2 separate regions of the Mus musculus genome follow, and region 1 is linked to region 2. Evidence: chromatin contacts called from public HiChIP or PLAC-seq data. All regions are on one chromosome and are shown on one strand. Each heading gives the region's core, a stretch centred on a gene start, on an enhancer-like site or on the middle of the called end of the contact. The rest is flanking DNA. Distances are from core to core; before and after follow the strand shown.

Region 1 (7,511 bases), core at 3,436-5,935, 73 kb after region 2:
TCAAGTGAGATGGATCCCAGTGGTTCCTTGACTTTCCTGGGAATTGAATCCTCCTCTTTCTAAATACCCCGTTTACACAGTTCTTTCTCCCTGGGGCCCTTGCTGGATTCTTAGTCCATGATTCTCTCATTGTACTGAGCTCTTCCAAGGAAGGTCACCTCTGCTGAATAAACCACTCCTGAGCTCCTTGGACTCAGCCCACGTTGTGAGTTGAAGTGTGGTGAGCATTGGAAGCAGAAGCTTGGTCCTGAGGCTAGTGTGCTCTGTCTGCTCAGCTAAGTGATGAAGAACTCAAGTTTCTAAGGATTCATTACTAAAATTCATTATCAAAACATAAAAAGTATTAACATAGTTCAAATTATTCAAAGAAAGAAGTCTTGCTGAAACAGATGCAGTTTGTTACTGTGACCCACATGCTTCTTCTCAGGAGCTGTGCTAAGAAGAGAAGAATTATAGCTCATAATCACAATAAGCCCTCATGAGAAATGCTTGATTGGATCTGAGGGGTAAAGGGGGCTCTAACAGGCTCAAGTATTGCAAACATAGCTCTGGCGGGTCAATCCCTTATTCCATCCTTCTACCTTGCTAAACCATTAGATTACATTCCTAGAGCTAGCTCCCAAAGTCTGTTCCCTCATATGATCACTGACTCTTTCCTGACACTGATCACCAAAGTCCAACTATCAAAACACCAAGGTCCAGCAGTCAAAATTCTTTATTTGGCTACATCTACTCATAGGTTCAATCAGGACTCACCAGTTCATCCTAGCACAGACTTCTCTTTCTCCTTAAAACCTGTCTCTGCAAACATCTGCTGCTGTCTTTGCCTGGTCCAGAAACAGGCCTCCCCAAACCCACAACTTACCATTTTAGGGTAATCCCCTTTGTGCTGAGAAGGTGGTGTCTGGGTATGTTCTGTGTCAACTCTGTTGCTCCTTACAAGGGTTTTGGGGTTTATTTTATGTTTTCAAGACAGGGTTTTGTGTTGCCCAAGTTGGTCCCAAATTTGCCAAGTCTGACCTTAAACCCTAGATATACTTGCCTCCATGTGCATCTTCTGGGATCATAAGTGTGTACTGTCACCCTGGCTAACCAATGGAAAATTATTTAGCAGCTTCCATACATCATGAATGTGACCATATTCAATGAAGGGTAAACAATATCTGTGTTAGCAGAATGCAGCAAACGTTATAGATACAGAAAAAGGCAACTAGTGTGATGGGCTTGGTGGTTTGTGATGTCCATGATTTATGTGACAGGGGGCAGGGGTGGCAGGGAAAAGCCATGGGAGGCTAAAGAAAAGTTAGAAAATGGAAATACTGATTGTAATAGTGTCCCCACTGATACGGTAGCTGGCTAGGGTGCAAGGCAGGAAATCCCAAGAAGTTTCCCCTGGCAGTGGCAGAGGGTCTTGAAGTGTAGAACACCACATCATCTTGCATCCACTTTAAGTAATTTATTATTCCACGAGGAGAGAGTCCCTCTTTGCTATTCCCAAAGTTTCAGGAAGATCTGTTATGCACGTTGGCCCTTTATCAGTGGTGAATTTGGAAGAGATGAGAAGCAAATAATTAATTGTTTCTGAAAAAATGTGAAGAATGGTTGTGCGTAGCATGAGAGGAAGAAGCTAGCTACAGGCGATGAAAGATGGTGAGGTTCTCAGTAGACCTCTTGGAGGGATACTTGAGCTGACGTGCTTGTCCCAGTTTGTGAGCTTATGACTCAGGGCTGAACCATTTTAATACAAGGTGGCCAGGGGAAGCTGAGGGCATGAGGACCCACTCTTCAAAAGATCGGTGACATAGTAAAGTGTGTGTGTGTGTGTGTGTGTGTGTGTGTGCTCTTCATCAGCAGGCCTATCTTGAGACCTCGGTAATACAGTGTTGACTTTAAGAACTCTATGTTGTATTGTTCCTGTGAAATGCAAGGAGGCCTTTAATGTAAAGATGTGTAAATGTCTCTATAAACTCACTTTTAATAGTATACATTCTTTTAAAATGTATTTTTATTTGTGTGTATGGGTTTTATTTATATGGTTATGTGTCTCTGTGAGTGTATGACATTTGTATGTTGTACCTGTGTGTGTGTGTGTGTGTGTGTGTGTACACGCACAAGTGCACTTTCTGGGAACTGAATTCAGAGCCCCTGGAAGAGCAGCAAATGCTCTAACCTCTGAGCCATTTCTCCAGCTCTGATATTAGATAATCTTGACATCATTATTAATTTTCATTTCAGAGCTTAGTGTCTTGGGGAAAACTCGGTAAAGTTTTTAAGATCCAACTCTTTACATTTGTATTGGGTTTGTGCAATGCTGGTGAGCCTCTGCTCTGTCTGTGTACAGTATGGCTACAGACAAAATGTTTACACACACCAAATGAGCCCCCCCTTCAGAGGGAGAACAGCTCCCGATGAAGCTCACCTGCTTCTCTTGACAGAGATAGTTAATTCACACACACAGATGCTTGGCTAAGTCCCTAATTTTTCAAATGGAATTTAAGTGGGCTAATTAAAATAACATGGAAATAATTTTTAAGTGTGGGCCTTTACAAGCCTTTTGGTTCTCAATTAGCCTTGTTTCTAATAATAATAAAAGGCAACAATGCACCCAGTAATTAGTAAATTAAAACCATCAAAGAAAACCTCAAGGCCTGATAAGAGCTCCAATTTTTTAAAGTGTTCTCATGTCAAGAGGTTATTTAAAGTACAGTTTTATAGATGCTTTCCTTTTAAGTCAAATTCTCTTAGGTAATAAGATACCGAGCTGCATTGCCTTTAATTTTATCTGGCCAAGCTTCCCTCCATCTGTTTTCCCATAATGCTCTCATTCTCTCCTCCAGATGTTTGGCACGGGATCTCAACTTGATGTCTATGTCTTCTTGTTGTCCTTCACCTCACACGAACCTTCCCAGTCATAGTTCTTTGGAAATTGACACAAGGTGCTTTACTTCAAGTTACCATCCTTTGCTTAACAAGATCCATCTCTAAGGTCAGTGCAGTTTAAAAAAACCTCTCTTTCCGTGTAGAATTCCCTCGATGTGCATATTTTTAAAAAGATACCAGAGAACAAGACACCTAAGCGGCATGGCTCATGCTCACATGAGGCAGGCAAACTCGGGAACTGAGTTAGAGATCAGCATTTTGCTTTGGATTCTAAAGATTTGATTTCCTGAGAAATAGAGGTTTTCCATCAGTCTTGCTACAGCTTCAACTTTGATCAACTCCTCTATTCAATAGAGGGTCAAACACCTGAAGGGAAAGAAGAGGGTTCTTCAGAGCACATGTGGGGAGAGGATCGTTTGTGCATGCCCACTGGAAAGACAAATGACCCGCCTCCCGCCTCTCCTGCTCTCTCAGTGATCTCTGCTGGTTGGTGGATCAGAGACAATCCAGGCTCTTACTAATCTGCCCTGTCACAGAGTGAGCCATGTGAAAACAAAGGTTTAAGGGCCTAAAAACTAAAATACGACTTTTAAGGAAAATCTGCTGGCAAGGAAAAACTTTTCTGATTAAAATGTAGAGCAAGCCAGGAAAAGTCTTCCTGAAGCCACCTGCAGACATTCCATTATATACCTGTGTTCAAAGCCAAGCTGGAACCAAAGCTTATTGACCAGGAAGAGAGAAAAAGATATATATATATATATATATATATAATTTCTGTAAGATATTTTCAAGGTGCAAAGTGATCTGGAAAAATGCTGTGAGTTCAGGGATAGCCTGGGCTAAAGAATGAGACCATATCTCAACAACAAAACAAAAAAACATCTTGAAACACAAACAAGAAAGGAAAGAGGATGGAAGGAAGGAAAGAAGGAAGGGATAGATAGAGGGGAGGCTGCTCTTCCTGTTGTCTTTATTTTGACTTCCTCTCTCTTTACTCGTCCTTCCTTACTGTCAACACCTGGCAAAGTTCTGATTGATGCATGCTGCACAGAGCATTGGTCTACAGGCTCTTAGTTCTGATTGGAGCATACTACACCGAGCACTAGCCTACAGCCTCTCTGGGGCCTGATGCACCTCTCCTAGTAGAAGACCTGGCATCTGTTTAGGAGACATATGTCAAAGTGTAGAGGGAGAAGACTCAAGGATCCCCCCATCAGTATGGATGGAAGAGACTCTCCAAGAGCTCATTCTCTGAACTGGAAGAGAAGAGAGTAGAAAAAACAAAGGAACAATGGATGTGTGGGCCCACAGGGAATGAGAGGACAGAAGTGTAAGAAAGCTTAAAGGAGGGGGTGCTTTTAGGACTAAGGTGTGGTGTCCCAGCTCTCAGGCAGATGTGCACTGGATGATGTATAAGTCATAAATGGCTGACACGAATATGGAGCTAATTTTGAACTTACTTACCTGGCAGTCCCATTGTGCGATCTTGCCTTGATTAGACTACAATCTGGCTGCATCTTCCCAGCCTTCTAACAGATGAGCTGAGCTGTACTGGTCACCCTTCCATCAACTGATTGCTAAGTCAGTTGCTGCTCAGAGATCTCTGAGAAACAGCTTTGCACTTTTGAATTGTGGCTGTTTATCTGTACATTGAAAATAATCTCCCAGGGTTAAGAATTAAATGTGATAATGCCCTCTGCCCCCAAAAGTGACTCTTTCTTACATCATTGTTTGTCATGAGTCACCCGAAACTCCTGATTTCCCAGTTTTTGCTTATAAAGTAAGAAAGCCCCATTGGCGTTCTTGCCTTCTCCCTGACAAGTTCAAAGTCTGTTTACTTTAAGCTCATTTCATCCATTATCACAGGCTGCTCAGTGCTGTAATTATGAAGGAACTCTGTCTTCTCTTCCACTGATTTCTAGACATCACCAGAAGATTGGTTCTTCTGTTTACCATACTGTACATTTTCTAGATAAAATCCCCAATGTTGTTTACCAAAAGCCCTACACAAAGTTTTCAATTATGAAATTAAATTTAAAACGATAAATATTAACATATTAAAAATAAGGTGAAATTCCCCCTCCAAAAAAATAATAATCAGTTTTCAAAGACTATGTTTTAAATATCTAGTCATGGTTCCCTGAAGATAATCACGGCCTGGGTCATACCACATACAGTGTTTTGACATAAATCAAGTCGATAATATGAAATTGAATAGAACTTATTTTGAGCCTCATACTAATGAAGGAAGGAAACTAGAATCACATGGAAAGGAGCTGCCAAACATTGGACAGCCTGCTAATGTAAAAAGATGGAATGTTTCTTTTCACTATCCCTAAGTCATTGGGATGGCAGGTGTGCCTGGTTTATGTTGTTGCTCCTGTTTTTGATTGAAGAGTAAACTCTGCCTGTAGCCAGTTAATCATCTGCATTTTTCGGAAAACTTAATTGAGAGGTTATTGCTGGCTCTGCTTCCTTCTTCCTCTACATCTCCACTGAGCATCAGCAATCACAGTAATGTACGGCTTTGCTGGCAACTCACAGGGCACATGCAGAAGCACAGATCATGGTTGTTAGACCTGCCAGATGTTCCTGGTCCCTTGCTGTAATTAAGTCCCATCTTAGCTGGATTGGAAAGATCAGGAAACCACAGTTCTAATTAAGAATATTCATGAGTTTGCACCTTGGAAAGCGGGCAATCACATGATGTGCCAGAGTGGATGCAGTCCTTTGAGAAGGGAATAAAAGTAATAATAATATTGCAATTTTAAATAGATAACAGGAATAGACTATGGGGCATTCTGCAGTGAAACGGAGGTATGTGAAATTGAATGAACTATTTGAACTCAGTCAAACCTGTCTTAATAAACTTGAAAGGTCTATGCCAGAGACTTTTAATACTGGTTGCACATTATCATCTGAAAAACTTTTTAAAAAAGGAAATCACTCAAACCTGGCCCCTCTGCCTCCCACCTCAAGGACCAACAAAAAGACACAGCATCCTCTGGCCTAGTTGGTCATCAATGGGAGGAGAGGTCCTTGGTCCTGTGAAGGTTCTATGCCCCAGTATAGGAGAATGCCAGGGCTAGGAAGTGAGAGTGGGTGGGTTGCTGAGCAGGGCAGGGGGAGGGGATAGGAGGTTTTCTGAAGGGAAACCAGGAAAGGGGATAACATTTAAAATGTAAATAAAGAAAATATCTAATAATAAAAGAAACGAAAAGACACAGTGTCCTCATTGCCACCTCTATAAGGAATCACCGCTAGGCAGTTGCTATGGCAACCATGAGTGTTCTTAGACATCCAAACTGAGAATTGAAAGCATGTTCAGCTGGACTGTGAACAGTGCAGTGTTTTGCTATGTTCAGAGTGAAGAAACGGCCCAACCCTACTCATGTTCACCATCATGCGGTGAGTGTTTGGGATATGGGACTGAAACCAAAACCTGAAATGATACACAATTCTGGAGCCTTATTTTTAAACTATGGTGAAATACAAACTTTTCGTTGTTGTTGCTGTGCTTGAAGTCTTCAGGATATGAAACTCCAGAGATGCAAGGACAAGCCTCATGTCACAGAGGGAGAGCACAATACAAGGCAGAACTACTTGTTGGAGCGCAAAGCTGTCCTAGGAACCTGGTGTTGGCATAATGTGTGCACCTATGGAAACCAATCAAGTCCCTTGTGAAACAAAGGGTTTGAATGAATACAATCCCATCATAAGTTTGAAAGCTTGGGAAACCTCTAGCATGAGGACTTATCATCAGACAGGGATGAGAACCACCCCCAGAGCTTTTCAGATCAAACACTTTCAAGGTGCACTAAGGTCTTTTTTTTTTTTTTTTTTAATTAGGTATTTAGCTCATTTACATTTCCAATGCTATACCAAAAGTCCCCCTTACCCACCCACCCCCACTCCCCTACCCTCCCACTCCCCCCCTTTGGCCCTGGCGTTCCCCTGTACCGGGGCACACAAAGTCAAAGATAAAGGAATTGGCCGGGTGTGGTGGCGCATGCCTTTAATCCCAGCACTTGGGAGGCAGAGGCAGGCGGATTTCTGAGTTCGAGGCCAGCCTGGTCTACAGACTGAGTTTCAGGACAGCCAGGGCTATACAGAGAAACCCTGTCTGGAAAAACCAAAACCAAACCAAAACAAAACAAAGAAACAAAAAGCTAAAAGTTCTAATGTCTCTGAATCCCCCTTTAGCCAACAATTTCATCATTCTAGTGATGACAATCTTCCTGTCGCCTTGCTAGGTTTATTCTTTTGCAGTCTTTCACTATCTTGTGTACCTACTAAGCAAACTAATGACAGTCTACTAACCAACGGTCTACCTCAATCACTATCTTGATACAATCTAGATAAAATAAACAACAGGATGTTCTGTAAACAAGTTTAGTTTCCAAGCATATTTCCCAAGAGTTTTTCTTTTTTATTGAATTGTGGTATAACCATCTCAATTTCCAACCAGAGCAGAAGAAATGAATATCTTAAACAGAAAGAGTGCAAAGCCAGAAGAGCTTGGTATTTGCTAAAATTGGACTCTCTAAACCATACTTGTCAATCTGTGGCTACTATACATTTTGCTAAACCTTCTGATGCACCTCAAGGGTTTTGTTCTCTGTAAACACTAT
Region 2 (7,146 bases), core at 1,952-4,451:
GCAGTTGGGTGCTCTTACCCACTGAGCCATCTCACCAGCCCCAGAAATCACTCTTTCTTAAAGGCAGTTAATTAGCAACCTTCATTTTATCCATAATCTCATGGGTCTTTTGCCTTTCCATGTAATATTTGGCATGAATGAGTCAACACGTGTAGCTTGCTGAACTTTGTGTTGGAACTTTTTGTGTTTGAGACAGGGACTCAAGTATCCCATCTGGCTTTAACCCACTGTATAGCCAATGATGAGTGGAAACTTTTGATCCTCCTTCACCTCCTCAGTGCAGGAATTGCCAGCTTGTGTTACCGTAACTGGTTTGTGAGATGCCAGCAGTTGAACTCAGGGCTTCATGCATGTTAGGCCAGCACCAGTTCAACTGAGCTGCATCTGCAGAGGCTGCTGGACTGTGTTAAGTCTATAGATCCAGTGAGGAAGAAATGACATATTTGACAGCACTGCCTTCCCATACATGAATACAAAATCTCTCCACTTAGTTTCTTGTTTGATATGTGTCTTCGTTAGGGTTACTATTGCTGTGATAAAACACCGTAACCAAAGCAAGCTAGGGAGAAAGGGCTTATTTGGCTTACATTTGTATATAGCTGTTAATCACCAGAGGAAGTCAGGACATGAACTCAAACAGGGCAAGAAATTGGAGGCAAGAGCATTGGTGCAGAGACCATGCATGGATGCTGCTTACATGCTTGCTCATCTGGGGTTTGTTTGTTAGTTTGTTTGCCTTTTTCTTTTTTTAAATTTTATTTTATTAGATATTTTCTTTATTTATATTTCAAATGCTATTCCGAAAGTTCCCTATACCCTCCCCCTGCCCTGCTCCCCTCCCCTCCCACTCCCACTTCTTGGCCCTGGCATTCCCCTGTACTGGGGCATATAAAGTTTGCAAGACATAGGGGCCTCTCTTCCCAATGATGGCTGACTAGGCCATCTTCTGCTACATAACACAGGGTTTCTCTGTGTAGCTCTAGCTATCTTGGAACTCAATCTATAGACCAGGCTGGTCTTGAACTCAAAAGAGATCCACCTGCCTCTGCCTCCTGAGTGCTGGGATTAAAGCCAGGTGTCATCACTCCAGGCTCAGCCTGCTTTCTTATAGAACCCAGGACTACCAGGGCAGGGGTTACACTGCCCACAATGGGCTGGGCCCTCTCCCATCAATCACTAATTAAGAGAATGCCTTACAGCCAGTCTTATGGAGACATTTTCTCACATTAGGTTGCCTCTTTTCAGATAGCTCTAGTTTGTGTGTCAAGTTGACATAAGACTAGCTAGCACAATATATTTACCAAAGCTTTGGAGAGTCACTCTTTTAAGAATGTATATATTTTGTTAAATCTATACCCTTGTGCTTTATTTTGGGGTTATTAATGATAGTGGTAACTTGTTTTATTCGAAATATCATTCATTAATTGTTCACATATAGGTAGGAATTGGCTTTCTTTTTTTTGTTTTTTTGTTTCTTTTTTCTTTTTTCTTTTTTTGGTTTTTTTGAGACAGGGTTTCTCTGTATAGCCTTGGCTGTCCTGGAACTTACTCTGTAGACCAGGCTGGCCTCGAACTCAGAAATCCGCCTGCCTCTGCCTCCGGAGTGCTGGGACTAAAGGTGTGCGCCACCACATCCGGCTAGGAATTGGCTTTCTTATGTTAATTTTGTGCTCTTTTTTGAGGTGAGCTGTGGGCTACTTTGGGGTTGAACATGGGACCTTGTGTACGCTAGGCTCACTCTAGCCGTGAGCAAAATCCCTAGTCCTCTGCTTATACTTTATTTTTAGGCAGTGTCTCACTAAATTGTCGAGGCTGGCCTTGAACTCCCACTGTAACCCAGGTCCGTCTTGAATTTGCCATTCACCCAGCTCTGCCCATCAAGTATCCATGGTTCCAAGCTTGCTCCACCAGGCCTGGCTGATTCTCTTATACTTTCTGCATAGTTTGTTATCAATGAACAAAGGTAATTTTCATCTTCTTCCCCAATCACTGGACCTCATGTTTATTTTCCTCATCTTAGCAAGCTCCTTAAGGCTGACATGAGAAGCTGTGGTGAGAAGCTAGGGCTCACACTTGTTTCATTTTTTATCTTAGCATGAAAGCTTCTAGCTGGCTAGAAGCTACATCTGTATATCTAATTATATCTGTAGGGCTGCTCTTCTCACCAGATAGTGTAGCATTCTTGTGGCTTCTGAGGGTAAGGACTCTTTGGGGGATAAGAAGGAGTCTGTATTTGGTTACCAGCCACAATAAATTCAAATGAACAACACTGAGACATTTCAACATCAGCACCTTCTCTAGTATTAGCAATAACATACTTACTCCATCTACAAAAGGCTCCAGCAGGAGGAGACAGAAGAGAGAGGGCTGACTGGATCGTGTGCTCATCTGTCTGCTTGGCTGTTTGGTTGCCTTTCTTCTCTGAGGGATTTGAGTCTGTGGTTAACACTCATATCTGGTTTTCTGTCATTGGATGAAGGCTTATTTCCTAAGGCTTTTGTTTAAAATGTTTTTAACTGTAAGAAACTTAATTTTATGGGCACAACATTTACAATCTGCTTGGACAAGGGGCACTAAGTTTTAGAGCCCAGTGTGTGAACCTGGGGGTGACAGTGGGGCTTGACACTCTTCTTCCAGGGGATCACACCACAAGGTCATGGCAGCCCCCATCAACCCTGTTCATATAGGTATTGAGGAGCTTGCTGCTTTTTAGTTCTCTGAAAACAGAAACAAAGAGAATATTCTTGTGGCTTGGGTGTCGATTAGTAAGAAGAAAAACATCCTGAACAGTTCCACCCTGGAAAGACTGTGGTCAAGGGAGACCACGGAATCTGCTCTCTGGAAGTCTCAACTGCTTGCCACAGTTTAGGTGTGGCTCTGGGTAATGTCAGGCAAGTGGCCAAGAGGTCACCCATTCCTCTCTTCCCTCTGAGTCAGTGGATTTCTCTCTTTCTCTCTCTCTACCTCTGTCTCCCTGTCTGTCTCCGTCTTTCCCCTCTCCCTCCTCTTTTCCCCTTTCTCTGTCCCTCCCTCCCTTTCTCCCCTCTCTCTGCCTCCTCCTCCTCATTCTCTCTCTCTGTCCCTCCCTCCCTCCCTCTCTTGCTCCCTTCCTTCTTTTCCCTGCCCCCCACCCCCACCCCAGGGTATGCATCATTACTCCCGTAGTTCCCTCCAGGGCACTCAAGCAACTGCAGACATCTGTTCTCACTATGCTCTTTCTTGTGAGTTAGGGCTTCCCTGGTTACCTTCTGTATACTGTGCTTTGGGGAAGCAACTTCTGAACACCACTGCTGTGGCTAATTATTCTGTAAGAAGACTTTACTCTGGCTCTTCTTTGCCCTTATTGGTATGTATGTATGTATGTATGTATGCTTTCTTCTATAATTTAGTCTAACTTCCCCAACTGTAAGGTGGGCTATTTTCAGTCCTTTGGTTTAATAAACACATTTTATTAAAAAAAATTAATAGTGATTCTTCTATGAGAAAAACACTCCACCAAATTAATTGTTTTCCAACTTGGTTTGTATGAGGACAGTGTGGATGAATCCCTCTTTGGATGCATCAGAAAAGAGCAATAACTGTGGCCTAAAGAATGAGAGGTCCAGCCCATGTATGTATCCTCTTTGGATCCAGGGTAGTTGACTCTGTTGGTCTTCCTGTGGGGTCTCTGATGTGCCTAGTCCTGCAGAGACTTGATGAGTCAGGATGGAGGGAGGAGGGGAGCCAGATACTGGGATGTAAGGCGAATAAATAAATAAATAAACAAATGGAAAAATGTAAGGAATAGGCAGTAATTGCACTCACAATGTGTGAGGAGCAAACAGCCAGGCGTCCGTTTACTTGTGCTTCTCCAGATGCTTCTATAAAGGTTCTTTAGGTGTGGTGTTGGTCTAGTGGTGAGCTTGGCTGCCTTCTGTCTTTAAGCCAGTCACTTGCTAATGTACAGATTTCCTACCTCAGAGAAGGAAGGCACTGTAGAAGGAGGAATCCATGATTATGTTGGCTTCTATTTTACCCAAATTGACCATCATTTGAAGACATAAGCCATCCTTCCAATTGCATGAAAGGAGACAAATGCTGATAGTTACTGGCAGTAAGAGAAATGGGAAGAGGAAAGCTCTTCCAAAAGCCAGCATTGTCCATTGGACTTGAGAGAGCAGGTACAGAAGTTTAGATTCATCATTATTCTTAGTCGGCATGAGAGCAGATTAATGCATGATAACATAGAAAACAATAGCTTACCCTCCAGCTAAAAGATGGCTATCAGAGACTCTATGTCCTTTCAGCCCTTTCAAGGGTTTCCAGCCCTTCTGACCTCAACTAGAATCCACTGAAATTCCCCTTTCCAATTTTAATGCCCAAGTCCCTACTATCTCAGTTCCCAGAGGAATGGACTCAGTCAGCATCATTGAGAATGAGTGTAGATAAATGGGTTTCAGTGGCTGAGCATCTGCATCTGCATCAGTCTGACTGACTTAGAATCCTGTCCTGGTTCTGCTGGCACTAGCCACATGGGTAAATTTCTTAGCCAGCATGCCACAATGATCATCATCTGAGACACTTTTGGGAAGGGCAATGTCATCCATAATTATGGCAGAAAAAAATAATTATAGCAGTATGACAGGCATAAATAAAAGTTGTAATAAATTTTAATTGGGAGTTTCTACCCCATCTTAGATCATTTAATTCCCAAATAAAAGGCACAAAATATTTATATTTATAACAAGCCTTAAAGCACTAGAGCTGGGCAGATATCAACCATCTATGCTGTTTTGTCTACTTCCATGACAATATGACTTGCCATGTTCTACCTGGACAGCTCTTATTCCAACTGTCTGGTCCTCATGGCCATGTGCTTATAATCCATCTCCCCATAGAGATGGAGATGGATCTTTCTTCTCCTTCCCCCTCACCTAGTGTCTTCTTAGACCCCAAACTGGGGAACCAATGTCCTGCCTACCTGTCTTCTGTCCAACTACAGGCTGTAGGCATCTTTATTAATCAATAGTTTTAAATTAAAGAGCAAGATTTGCACAACAAAAGTTGGTAAATGTGGGAATTTATTCACACACAAGAAGAACTTTGGGTACAGAATTTAGAATTTCAATATATAGCAACAGACCAAACCTCAACAAAAACTGGCTGTGGTCAAACCAGAATGCCTTGCCACCAAACTCTTAGCAAGATTGACCCTTTCCTCTGAAAAACTCATGGGGACATTGTGAAGATGTGAAAAACTGCCACCTGTGATAACAAGCAGGGTCCCCAGAGACCAGTGATAGTAAAAAAGGTCAGGGGATGTTGGTTGCTATTGTGAGTACTTCTCTAACTCCTCAGATCCCTCAGGGTTATCTGAGATGTTGAACAGTACCAAAAACTACTATCTACTATTTGATTATCCTGTAGAAATCACTGAAAGTCTTAGGTTTATTTCCTTTAAAAACAATACACTATAGTAGTGTTACATCCCCCATGCTTCCATCTAGATATATGTTGAAAGCATGTGTGTGTGTGTGTGTGTGTGTGTGTGTGTGTGTGTGTGTGTGTGTTTGTGTATGTATGTGTATGTGCTTATGCCTTTAGAGAAGAGATGTTGACATCACATGTCTTCTTTAGTTGCCCTCCACTTTATTTGCTGAGACAGGATCTCTCACTGAACCAGGAGCTTTCTATTCAGCTACTAGATTCTATGGCCAGCCAATGGCAAGGTCTGTTTGTCTCCACCTCTCCAGAGCTTGAATTATAGGCATGCTTCTGTTCCCACCTTCTTAAGGGAGTGCTAGGGATAGTAACTCACTGAACTCATGTCTTCACGCATACACAGCAAACACTGTACTGAGTTACCTCTCCAGATCCCAGATTAATTATTTATGCAATCCATCTCACTACAAAGCAAAACTGTCCTTCAGTTCAGAGCAAAGGTGTATGGAGGAGGGTTCAACAGTTCTGCCTTTGAGTTCACAATTGTCTGTTGCAATCTAGTCACTGGTGAAGATTCCTGAATAAAGATGGGCTTTAAAGCTCCAGAAAAATCCGAATGACTTTCTCAGAGGTCTGCTATGGGTCAGGGGCTCTTAATGTTTCCCTTGCAATAAAGAACCTGCATTGATGCACAACACACGTTTGCATTCCCTAGCTCTGAGCAGTAAAGAAGTGAAGACTGTAGATCTTAGATTGACTTTCGTATAACCATGAGGGACATGCGTCTCAGTTTCACAAGAAGTCTCTGGTAACACTTGGAAGAGTTGATGATTTGAGAAGGATCTGAAGCACCTTACAGGGGTGACACCTTGCAGCAAGCTAATTTATGCTCAGTCCTGATTTTACAAGAGACGGGGTCATATCCTGTGGAAATCTGTGGACAAGTGTTTTCTTGCTGGCATCAAGATGATAGGGAGTTGAATTATTAATAACTTGTCTCTGCTAAAAGCTCCATAAACTAGCTTCATTAATGCATTCAGTCATCTGTCCATCCATTGATCTGTGCATCTGTTCAACAAACACATACCCAATCACTGTTATATGTTAGTGAGGAAAAACTTAGGCAAGTAATATTCAGTTTGTTCTCCGGTGGGAGATTTGTGAAAGCAGTTCTTCACCTCTGAAGTCTCTGCTAAACAACTGCATGAGACTATAGTCTCTAACATGAGACTTGGTTGGACAAGAAACATTTAGTAAGCAAGGTACAAACAAAAGCTTGTGAACTAAAGCTTGTTTGCATTCTTAGCTTCTTGTCACTATAAGAAAGTGTGTTTTAGCCTGTTGGATAGTTAGAGGTGGTTGAAACAGAGATGGATTAATATTATTCTAGCCAAGAACATCTGGCATCAGCTAAAACCGGCTGATCTGCTCCTGTTAATGTATCTCCTGTACATATGAGGTCGTCTGACTGAGAGAAGATGAGCTGTCTGAGATCAGTCAGAGCTGCCCAGTCAACCATCCCAGCACGGATAAGGATTGCTTATTGCTGAATGCCATCGGACCACTGTGCGAACCGTTAACGAGATAGCTCTGAAGGCTCTTCGTGTCTGTGTATCTTTTCTCCTTGACAACTATGATCCCGTTTTTCTTAAGATGTATTGTGAGCCTGCCAATTTTATGTTCTTAGATGTCTCATCATTTTTTATTTAGAAGAATGCAGTGGCA

What was found. HiChIP or PLAC-seq counts read pairs in DNA pulled down with a chosen protein or histone mark.
Region 1: a contact with region 2 is called in an HNF4G HiChIP or PLAC-seq map of pancreatic cancer cells. The contact joins two enhancer-like sites. A contact is called at or near these places in 4 of 39 promoter capture datasets (the 3T3-L1 cell line, cranial neural crest, hippocampal neurons and 1 more), 1 of 15 datasets of contacts at CTCF or cohesin (pro-B cells), 2 of 484 Hi-C or Micro-C datasets (cortical neurons and nephron progenitors) and 1 of 115 datasets of contacts at active chromatin or transcription factors (pancreatic cancer cells).

The regions. Positions count from the first base shown.
Region 1 is chr1:63,845,721-63,853,231 of GRCm38.p6, forward strand. No RefSeq gene overlaps it. Among named protein-coding and RNA genes, the nearest start is that of 4933402D24Rik, 80 kb to the left of the region's middle. Within about 2 kb of position 4,686, at least 12 of the 459 cell types and tissues checked have an H3K27ac peak or open chromatin away from gene starts, as enhancers often do. A contact at or near this core is called in pancreatic cancer cells, where this site is marked.
Region 2 is chr1:63,774,265-63,781,410 of GRCm38.p6, forward strand. No RefSeq gene overlaps it. Among named protein-coding and RNA genes, the nearest start is that of 4933402D24Rik, 8.6 kb to the left of the region's middle. Within about 2 kb of position 3,202, at least 59 of the 459 cell types and tissues checked have an H3K27ac peak or open chromatin away from gene starts, as enhancers often do. A contact at or near this core is called in pancreatic cancer cells, where this site is marked.